Linked DNA regions of Mus musculus: region 1 is linked to region 2. The links are chromatin contacts, called in public HiCAR-type maps. All regions are on one chromosome and are shown on one strand. Each heading gives the region's core, a stretch centred on a gene start, on an enhancer-like site or on the middle of the called end of the contact. The rest is flanking DNA. Distances are from core to core; before and after follow the strand shown. Region 1 holds the start of Lpar4 (lysophosphatidic acid receptor 4). Region 2 has its middle 12 kb from the start of Rtl3.

Region 1 (4,900 bases), core at 1,488-3,987, 67 kb after region 2:
TTTGCAGCATGGAAAGGCGATGGTAGATTATAAGTTTTAGTTTCTTGTCAAAGGATTTTTGTTTGTCCTTAGACAACATCCTCCTTGTAACTACTTTAATAGTTTTTGTTTTTGAAATCACTTTGGTATCTCACTACTCTGTATGTCTTTTTGCCTTCAAGTAGAGTATGAAGTTCTGCACGAGAGTGATTTCATCCTTAACTTTTTTTTTTAGCCTATTACAAGCTGCTCTAGGCCCAGAGTAAATGAAATAACATGGTTTTCAGCAGGAAAATCAAGCAGCAGCAGTAGCAATAACAACAAAACAGTTGCTTCTGTTGGTCAAGAGAAAGGATCAGGAAGAGGGATTTTTATGAATGATAATCTGCAAATAAGCAGATAAGTGGGGAGAGATTAGCAATAGTCAAACTGTTATGCAAATGAGTCACATAAAGCATTTGATGTTATGTCTGCAATAAACACAGTGAAGAAAAGTCTGTAATATTATAATGCATATAATTTAATATTGGACCTAAACTAGGGATCAAGGGAGAGTTCCACAAAGTCATGGTTACTCGAAAAGTATCTGAAAGAGTAAGAATTACAGTTGGGAAGGAACTATTATGGATGAGGAGAGTGTTCTGGTCAGAGAGGAGAGATGGAAATGTGCGTAGTGAGAGAAATCAGAAATGACTCTAGGAGATAGAAGTGATTCTTTGAAAGCAAAGTTTAGCCAGAGAAGGAGTGATACTCTGAGGGCGCGTGATACCTTAAATATCATATAAGAAATTATTTGGGAGATACATCAGAAAGATATTGACACCCCACAGGGAGAAGGAGAGAGATTAAATGGATGACTGAGGAAAATTTATCCCAAGAGAGGAATGGTAGTGAGCTTGACTTCCTGAGAGACAGTGAGCATTATTACTAGAGATAAAGGCGCTATTGCACCTAGTGCTTCAAAAGCTTGTTTCCGGAAAGGTTCTTCTCCTTACCTTTCTTTTCTTTTTACAACCAAGCTCCTTATCTCTGGTCACTCCTCATTTTCTCCATTTAACCATTTCTCACAAAGAGCCTGGAAAGTTGCCCCTTTTCATGTTTGTGTTACTTAAGCTCTGGGTGACCCTAAAACTCGATTCAAACCTCACATTATCTAGGAAGTACTTTTGGCACTCACTCGGGTGCTTTATTTTCATTCCCTGAACTATGGCAGAACTCACACTTCTTGTAACTACTTTAATAGTTTTTGTTTTTGAAATCACTTTGGTATCTCACTACTCTGTATGTCTTTTTGCCTTCAAGTAGAGTATGAAGTTCTGCAGAAGAGTGATTTCATCTTTAACTTTTTTTTTAGCCTATCACAAGCTGCTCTAGGCCCAAAGTAAATGAGAAGGAAGACAACCAGTGAAGATATAGAAATAAGTTAACCTGAGGCAGCCAGCAAGAAACAGAAAACAGGGATGTGGAAGAGGAAGCTGTAGAAAAGAGATTTTTTTCCAGAGTCAGTAAGGCTAGTGTCAACTTCACAATGACCTGTTACAGATGGTTAGTAAGGGAAGCTCCAAAACAGGTCTGAAGGGAACGTGAAGATAAGCATGGTACACATTTTATTTGGGATGTAGCTTAACTATGTAGATTGAAGTTATGAAGCAGCAGATGGAGGTTCTCCCATTCATCTGGGGGCCATGGTTCTGCCCAGAAAAAGGGAAGCAACGAATCCCTGCCAAGGGGTTTCATTCCTAAGAAGGGGCAGGACGTTGCTGTTGGTGGTGGTATTGGCAGTGTTTGGAGGTAGAGGAGAAAGGGATGGGCAAGGGGAGGAGTTTCTGGTAGTAGGGAAAGGCTAGCAATGGCTGTTACAAAAGGGAAGTTTCCACAACAAACTCAGACCAGGGAGAGGGAGGAGAAGAAAGAAAACTGGAGGCCAAGGGGGAAGCAGTGTGGTTGACCAAGGCAGTCCAGTCTACCTATAAGGTTCAGAGCTTGTCTAGGGCAAACGTGGGGTAGAGTAGAAGGTAACAGCTCTCTATGAACAAATTGCATCTGAACTATTTACTTTTAGTAAACCTCCGAAAATTTCATGGCAATTACACTTCCTGCCATGCAGTTATTTAAGAGAAATGGCTTTCCTTCTGCTACTGAGCTTTGCGTGGATCATGTAAGGCGAGTGTTATAGCTCTGGGCAACTTCACTAGGACAGTCTGAAGGCATTTTTTTTTTTCTGGCTTAAGTAAGTGACTATGGTATTGAATTGAATTTTGTTTTGGAGAGTGACAGAAATTCAATTATGCAAACTGTGATAACCATGCATTTCCAGTTGTTTTTTTTTTTTTTTTTTTTTTTTTTGCCTTTCCCCCTGCCCTCTCCTTAATTCTTACTAATAGTTTTTGTGATTGTTTTAAAAAAAAAAACTTAGGAGCAAACAGGGCTGCTCCTCCCAGTTTGGAGTTTTGTCTCCTCCTCCTTCTCATTAGAATTGTAAGAGGGTAGCGGTCCTGCTGCAAAGACAGGCAGACAAGCTTTCTCTGTGAATTAATTGGTCAGGAAAGACACTTTTTATATTGTCAAGTGGCACTTAAGCCACTAATTCTTGACTGTGAAACTGCTTTTCCTGGGCAATGCTCTTTAAGGAAAAACTTCTTCAGTCCAGCGATTGGTGGTGACTAAGGGAACTATGAAGCACAGGGGATTGGGCGGGATCACGGCTCCTAATAATGCCTCCTTATCCAATGAAAAGCATTTCCTATTGAGACCCCCAAGAGTTCCCCCGGCGGCCCTCGGCTCCAGCAAGACTTTGGGCCTTTTCTTGTGTCCTGTTTGTTAAAGGCATGCGGGCTCCAGCATTAAAGAGGGCTAGTCCTTAACAAAGGGAAAGCGATAAATGTAAATAAGCTCACATTTTCAGAATGAGCGGTTTGCAGTAAGGAGCTGCGGCAGCCCAGAGTCTGCTCTTTTTGGGCTGGGCTAACCTTTCCCTGTTTTTTGTTTTTTGTTTTGTTTTGTTTTTGTTTTTTATGGATAAAAATATGCGCTTCCGAAGTGCGAGTTGCCAGTTTACACGTTTATTAGCTAACTATCTACAGGCATGAGCACATTCTCTCATCTAGCACACTCTTTCTTGGGGTAAGTCTCTTTGAGAAAGATTTGATTTTGGCGTTTGGGGGTGGGGGATGGTGTAAGAAACTTCAATCGAAACGCTGATGCTTTGAGTGTTTGGGGAAAGAAGTTAGACTTCAGCTCTGAAGTACTGAACAAGGATCATCGTGTTGAATGGTAAAAAAAAAAAAAAAAAAAAAAAAAACACAAGAATTTCTATTGTTTTGGCAGTAAATACTGTTTCAGTGGGAGAGAGACAGGATTTTCAGGCTGTTGTTTCATGTAAACACAGTCCTAAAGAGCTGATTCAAAATCACAGGGTAGAATAAGTTAGAAAGTCTTTTGGCTAGCATTATATTTCTTTGGTTTACAAAAGATTGTGAGCTAACGTGGCTTTTATTATGATGAGGTTTCTTCTAGTAAAACTATACACTACATGCCTTTGATGCTTAATTGATTTATGGAGAATGTGACATTTGCTATATTGAATAATTCATGAACTGCCCATAAAGGAGGAATCATGTTTGAATGAAAACTGAATTCTAGCATAAATAGAATTTTCTATTACTTGTGAAATTACTTGCTATTTGCCATGTAAATGCAACACAATGTGACATGTCTAAAATTCTCTTGCATATTATAAATATTTTAAATATTTTTAGTGAAAAAGACTTGTTGAATTAATTAGTATTGTATGCTAGGTAATTTCTGTTTGGGAAGCAAATACAGCATTGTAATTTATCATGATTTTTGTGGGGGGAGAAGACCAGAGAAATTGAAAAAATTTGAGTATGTCAAAAAGCTTGATAATGTTATTCACTTTGCTGCTTTACCAAATAATGCATCTTTCTTTTCCTTGACTAGCATAAAAGCTTCAATAGTAACTTATAATCAAAGTTATCCAGTGGCTTTTTCACATGTTTATTTTTTCAGAGCAAACTCCCAACAGCTTGCCCCAACAAAAATAGATTATAAATCCTTTTGCCTTGTTGCAAATGAGAAGTTGCACTCTTGCAAAGGATGAGCTCAGCTGATAAACCTCATGGCTCCTACATTCTGAAGCACCTCCTGGCTGCCAATCAGAGATGTGAATGAAAGCCCTTTTGGAACAACCAGGGCAGCCTTTCAGAATGTGTATTCTCTAAGTTAAAGGGAGGACTGGGAAGATGCCTTATAGCACCACTCAAGCCAGGCTTAGACAAAGTTTAATCTATTCAATTCCCTTTGTGGGAGAAAATGCACTGAAGTTTGTTGCTCTTGCTGTGATTTGGTCACTGTCTTTTATTCTCTGTCTGTCAACATATACAGTCTGTTCTTGGCCCTCTGGAGTGGGAACTAAAAAAACCCTTATAATTGTCAATATTGGTACTAAAAATTGGGAACTTCATAAAAGGCCACTCAGCTCTGAGAATCCATTTTCAGCTTTTAGGGGATAAACAACTGATAAGAACAGTGAATAGTCTATTGTGCAGAGTTCTATTCTGGGGTAGGCTGTTGACCCCACACTTTGAGGGCAAGGTGTTCAGGTAGGGGGGACTAAAGAGCTGAGACCTCCACAATTAAAGTTGATATTGAATAGGCAATTCAGAGGACAGGGAAGATGAGAGCACGAGGAATGTAGGAATTTAGGATGTAAATGTCACCTTGCTCTATAAATTTAAGCTTTGGGCAGTAATTAATACTATTTATTTCTGATATTCATATTAACTTAAATTATTGCACTGGGTCTAATAAAATGTAATGACTCTTGTCCAGGCTTTTGGTCTTTTTAATTTTTTAATTAATTAATTTATTTTTTGTCATGACAAGCAGAAGCAGGTGAAAA
Region 2 (4,597 bases), core at 1,771-4,270:
GGGCTGACCATTTGCTGTTGTATAATCAATTGGTATGGTCTTCCCTGGAAAAGACTATTTTTCCTGCCTTGAGCATTCATTAATTGCCTGTAGTTCTTTTTGTAAGGTTGACTTTGTATGAACATTTCCTCTTCCACATTAGCATGTCTTTGGGTCATATGTTGGTACAACTTCATGAGTGTAGCTTCTGACATTGCTAGCAAACTTTTTTCTTATTTAACTCTACAATCTTTCTGCCCCATCTTCTGCAATGATTCCTAGTTGTAGGTGTAGGAGTTACATTGTAGATTTTTTTATCTGGGAGTAGACTCCACATATCTGCATTTTGATTGGTTGTGGCTTTCTGTAATGGTCTTCGTCTGTTGAAAAAAGGAAGTTTCCTTGATGAAGGGCAAGGGCTACACTTATCTATGAGAATAGGGACAAAATTAGAATGTAGTAAGGAATCATGTAGTTTAGTAAATTGAAACTTGTAGATTATTTTCCAATATCCATGACTTCACTAGCCCTGGCCAGTTGGCTAGGTTTTCAGTACCAAACATGATTTCCCTTTTGTCAAGAGGGTCTTAAGTCTAATTGGAGAGCTGTTGGTTACCACCAAGGTATGTACACCATTACAGCATTCTTAGCGTTACAGTGCCATACTGATCATTGTTATGGTTCATAGGCATCATAGTTGGGTAGTACTGTTGGTTGCATCCCTCCTTTGGAAGCTTGCATGATGGCTTCTGGTACCATAAAAGCAAGTTCTTGAAGAGGAGGCTTTCAGGTAAGTTCTAGCTCAGGGCCTCTGGACCCTGTGTCTGAAGTGCAGGGTGTTTTCAGCAATTAGAGTTTACCTTCTACCTCTGGGGGAGAGCCAAGGGCAATGACAATAGCTTGTAATATTTTGAGAGTCTTCTTTGATAAACCTGACCAACAATTTAACAGAGGTTTCTCATGCCTGGGGTTTGGGCTTTTTGTTAGGTTATATCTGTCTGTCTTTCTGAGGTATAGAATAGCCACTATTCTGTGAATCCATATCTTTTGTCAGCCACAGTGTAAGCCAAATTAAAAAAGAATAGGTTCATTCTATCACATAAAGGAAGAGCTCAGAGTCCCAGTTTCTACTAGCTGTGGTACAAGACATTTGGTTTTCTTTGGTAAATTGCTTAGTTTTCTGAGCTCTGGTACTCTTGCTTATAAGATAGTAATGAGCAATAGTACACTTCTTCTAGAAATTCTTATAAATACTACCTGAAATACTCCATCCCCTAAGACAGCATGGGAAAATCCCTGAATATGGTGCTTGGAACATAGGAGTCTCTTGGTATCTTGGTTGCCATTAACATTACTTTGTATATGTTATGCCTTTGTATATGACAGAGAGTTGTAAATAATAAAGTCTAAAAGTAGGGTTATTTTTAAATCCATCCCGATCATGTATTACTTACCTGTGACTTAGAATTCTGTTTACTGTTATGTAAAGTAGCAATAGTGATATCTATCAGATAGGTTCGGAGAATGAAATATCTCATTGTGATGACCATTTTGTTTAGAGCATTAAGGATAAAATCAGCAAGTTTGATGAAAGGCTGAGTGTTATATTTATTATATCATTTCTTTTTTAAAATATTTATTTTATTTATATGAGTACACTGTAACTGTCTTCAGACACACCAGAAGAGGGCATCAGGTCCCATTACAGATTGTTGTGAGCCACCATGTGGTTGCTAGGAATTGAACTCAGGACCTTCAGAAGAACAGTCAGTGCTCTTAAACCCTGAGCCATCCCTCCAGCCCTATTATATCATTTCTTAAGGGCTCACCATACTCTGGACATAGTACTCAGTCCTTTACATGAATTATATAATGTGATATACAAACTATATGTTTGATTGAGCTCAGTTTTTCAGTTTAGAAAACTGAGGATTAAAATTGTTATTTAAGCTTGCATAGTTAGGAATTTTGATCAGATATGGTACTCAAACAGTCTTTATCCAAATCATGTGCATTTACATTTTAGAAACAATCTAGAATGTGCAACTTAAAAACAAAATTTCTATATTAAGTTAAAAGCCAAACTAAAATGTAAACATACCATAAATATTTAAGGAGTGCTTATGATGAGTTACACTTAGTGAATAGTAAATACAGTATATTGGAGCTCTGTTTAGATTATTTTATAATTTGCTCCAATTTCTAAAGTAAGAATAGCACTGAATTAATAATGTTGGCCATTACCATACATCAAAGACTGGTTCTGTGTGAAGCAGACATTAGCATGAGTGCTTTGCATAATTTCCTTCATTTAATAATCACAATGAATTTATCAGTCATGGACATTTATTAATCACAGTTTACAGGAAGTAAATGAGGGGCTGGGGGTTAGAGGTTGCACAGGCACACATGGTTTAGTGAGTGCCAAGTTGTAAGTCTAGTATCAGCATGGGACTAATGTTTCATAGAAGAGCTCAACATTGAAGTCCCCAAACTTCTAGGTTGCCACAAAGGTGAAAATGAAGGTGTATAATTTGCAGATTTCAAAAATCTTCACATTTATAGATTAAATAAAGCTTCAAGTTTCATTTCTTAAAATGCAAAATTAACTCAGATGATGTATTTGTATGCTTTAGAATGCATTTGTGGGCTTTTGAATGATTATCTTACAGAGGGAGATGAGAGAGAGAGGGAGAGAGAGAGAGAGAAACACATTTTTAGAGAATAAAGTTCTGTTTTGTAAGCCCATACTGTCATAATTTGTTACAGCACCTCTAGGAAACAAAAATTGCTTTCTCCAGTGACCCTTGGTGGACCAGTGCACTGGGTTGAAAGGTAGGAATGACTAGTGGGCGAAGAGATTTGGAACAGAAACCAGGGTAGGGAAAGGGAAGACAGCACATTTTGCTGATTACACAATCATGGATCAGCTCTTGGGGGAGTAATCTTAGAAAAGTCCTTCCAATGCCCCTGTTCAGGCCAGCTTTCTGTCTTATACCAATATGGAATCAACAGTGAGCAGCTGTCCTCCTAGCTAAGTGTTCAGGAACTAGGAGTTGGAAACAACTTGCACACCCTGGAGACATGAGCCCTGCCCAATGTTTCCCTTCTCAGAAATCATCACTTGTCCTTCGAGTGATTTACATGAGTACTAAAGAGTTTGGCAGGCAAGGCAGTGCTCCCTATGTGGACCCTGTTCCCCCATCAGAACTGGGAAATTTGTTATTATTCTTTAAAAATTATCTTTAATGTTTATTTGTTTTGGTTGTTTGCCTTTTGAACACTCATCTGGCCATTTGTCTTTCTCTCCCTCCCCTTCTTGCCTCCTGCACATCTTCCGTTGGCAATGTTTCACTGAGCTTGACTAAACTTGGCTGTGTTTTCTGCATCAGGTGATGTTCCATTTTGACTCACCACCCATGGGAGAAGGGGTAAGCAGGGGTGCTTAGGCTTTGCTTTGCATTTCACTGATTGGGCCAGAACAGGATGATTGGTTCCAACTCATTTTACAGTTTAGATTTGGCCTAATTTGTTTCCTTGGGAAATGCTTTTCATTTGTATGTCTTTGCATATCTCCAATGTTTCTATCTTGTTTGAGCAGTGGAATGTGTTGGTAGATGTATCAAGTATACATATCTGACCATGTGGTACCTAAGTTTCATGTCACCATATCACAGCCCTTAACGTCAGGGTGCACCTCTGCTTACTTGGAACAGTGTTTCTAAGATCAAACCATTTGAACAATAGAGATCTGAGCAATAGGCAAGCTGTTGCTGGGATAAGGAGGGTCTTCAGATGCTTTTTTTCTATCATCAGTTAATGATTTGCTAATGGTTGATCTGATAGTAGCAATCACAGCATGCATAGGTCAGTCTCACCTACTCTGTTGTTGTTCCATACAAAGTCTATGAAACAATAATTTTTATAAGAACATAGGGTAGCACACATTCCTCTATTTGTTTAGATTATGATTATACTTTTGTTTTGTTATTCTGACACAGTGTCTCATGTAGTCCAGGCTAGGCTTGAGCTCCCTGTGTAGTCAAGGTTAGCCTTGACCTAAAGACCCTCTTGCCTCAGCCTACCAAGCATCAGGATTACAGATGTGCTACCACATCAGATTTTAATCTCCAAATATTAATTTAGACTTTTATGGGAATCCTGTAATACCTCTTAGCAAGAGTGAACAATGTTGATGTCTCTCTCTTCCAATCAGTTTAATGGGTATGGTACTGGTTTTCCACTCAAAAGATATCTATTTCAGTAACTATAAGGCACAAGCTATTCAAAGATGTTATTTTTTCTTTCCAGAATCTTTACTATTCTAATGTTGGATGAAAAATTATTTGAGAATTTCATCCAATGTATTTTTTTATACTATAACTATTTCTGATTTTAAAACATATTACAGAGCCATAGTAGTTAAATCAGCACTGTATTGGAACAAAACTGCCACATTAACCATTGGAATAAAATAAAGGTCCCAGATGTAAATTCATGCACCACCAGTGACCTGATTTTTTTTTACAAAGTCATCAAAAATAGACACTGAAGAAAAGATAGCATATTTAATTAATGGTACTGTGAAAATTAGGTATCTATATGTCAAAGAATGAAA

The links. HiCAR-type assays count read pairs that join an accessible place to other places.
Region 1: a HiCAR-type map of fibro-adipogenic progenitors shows a contact between it and region 2, with 2.1 times the contacts expected there. The contact joins the promoter of Lpar4 here to the enhancer-like site in region 2. A contact is called at or near these places in 1 of 39 promoter capture datasets (macrophages), 4 of 484 Hi-C or Micro-C datasets (adipose-derived mesenchymal stem cells, muscle stem cells and myocytes), 1 of 115 datasets of contacts at active chromatin or transcription factors (fibro-adipogenic progenitors) and 4 of 9 other capture datasets (adipose tissue, liver, macrophages and 1 more).

The regions. Positions count from the first base shown.
Region 1 is chrX:106,917,888-106,922,787 of GRCm38.p6, forward strand. It overlaps Lpar4 (lysophosphatidic acid receptor 4), which reads left to right and starts at 2,738. Exons shown (of 3, transcript NM_175271.4): 1 at 2,738-3,102.
Region 2 is chrX:106,850,716-106,855,312 of GRCm38.p6, forward strand. No RefSeq gene overlaps it. Among named protein-coding and RNA genes, the nearest start is that of Rtl3, 12 kb to the left of the region's middle. Within about 2 kb of position 3,021, at least 5 of the 459 cell types and tissues checked have an H3K27ac peak or open chromatin away from gene starts, as enhancers often do. A contact at or near this core is called in fibro-adipogenic progenitors, where this site is marked.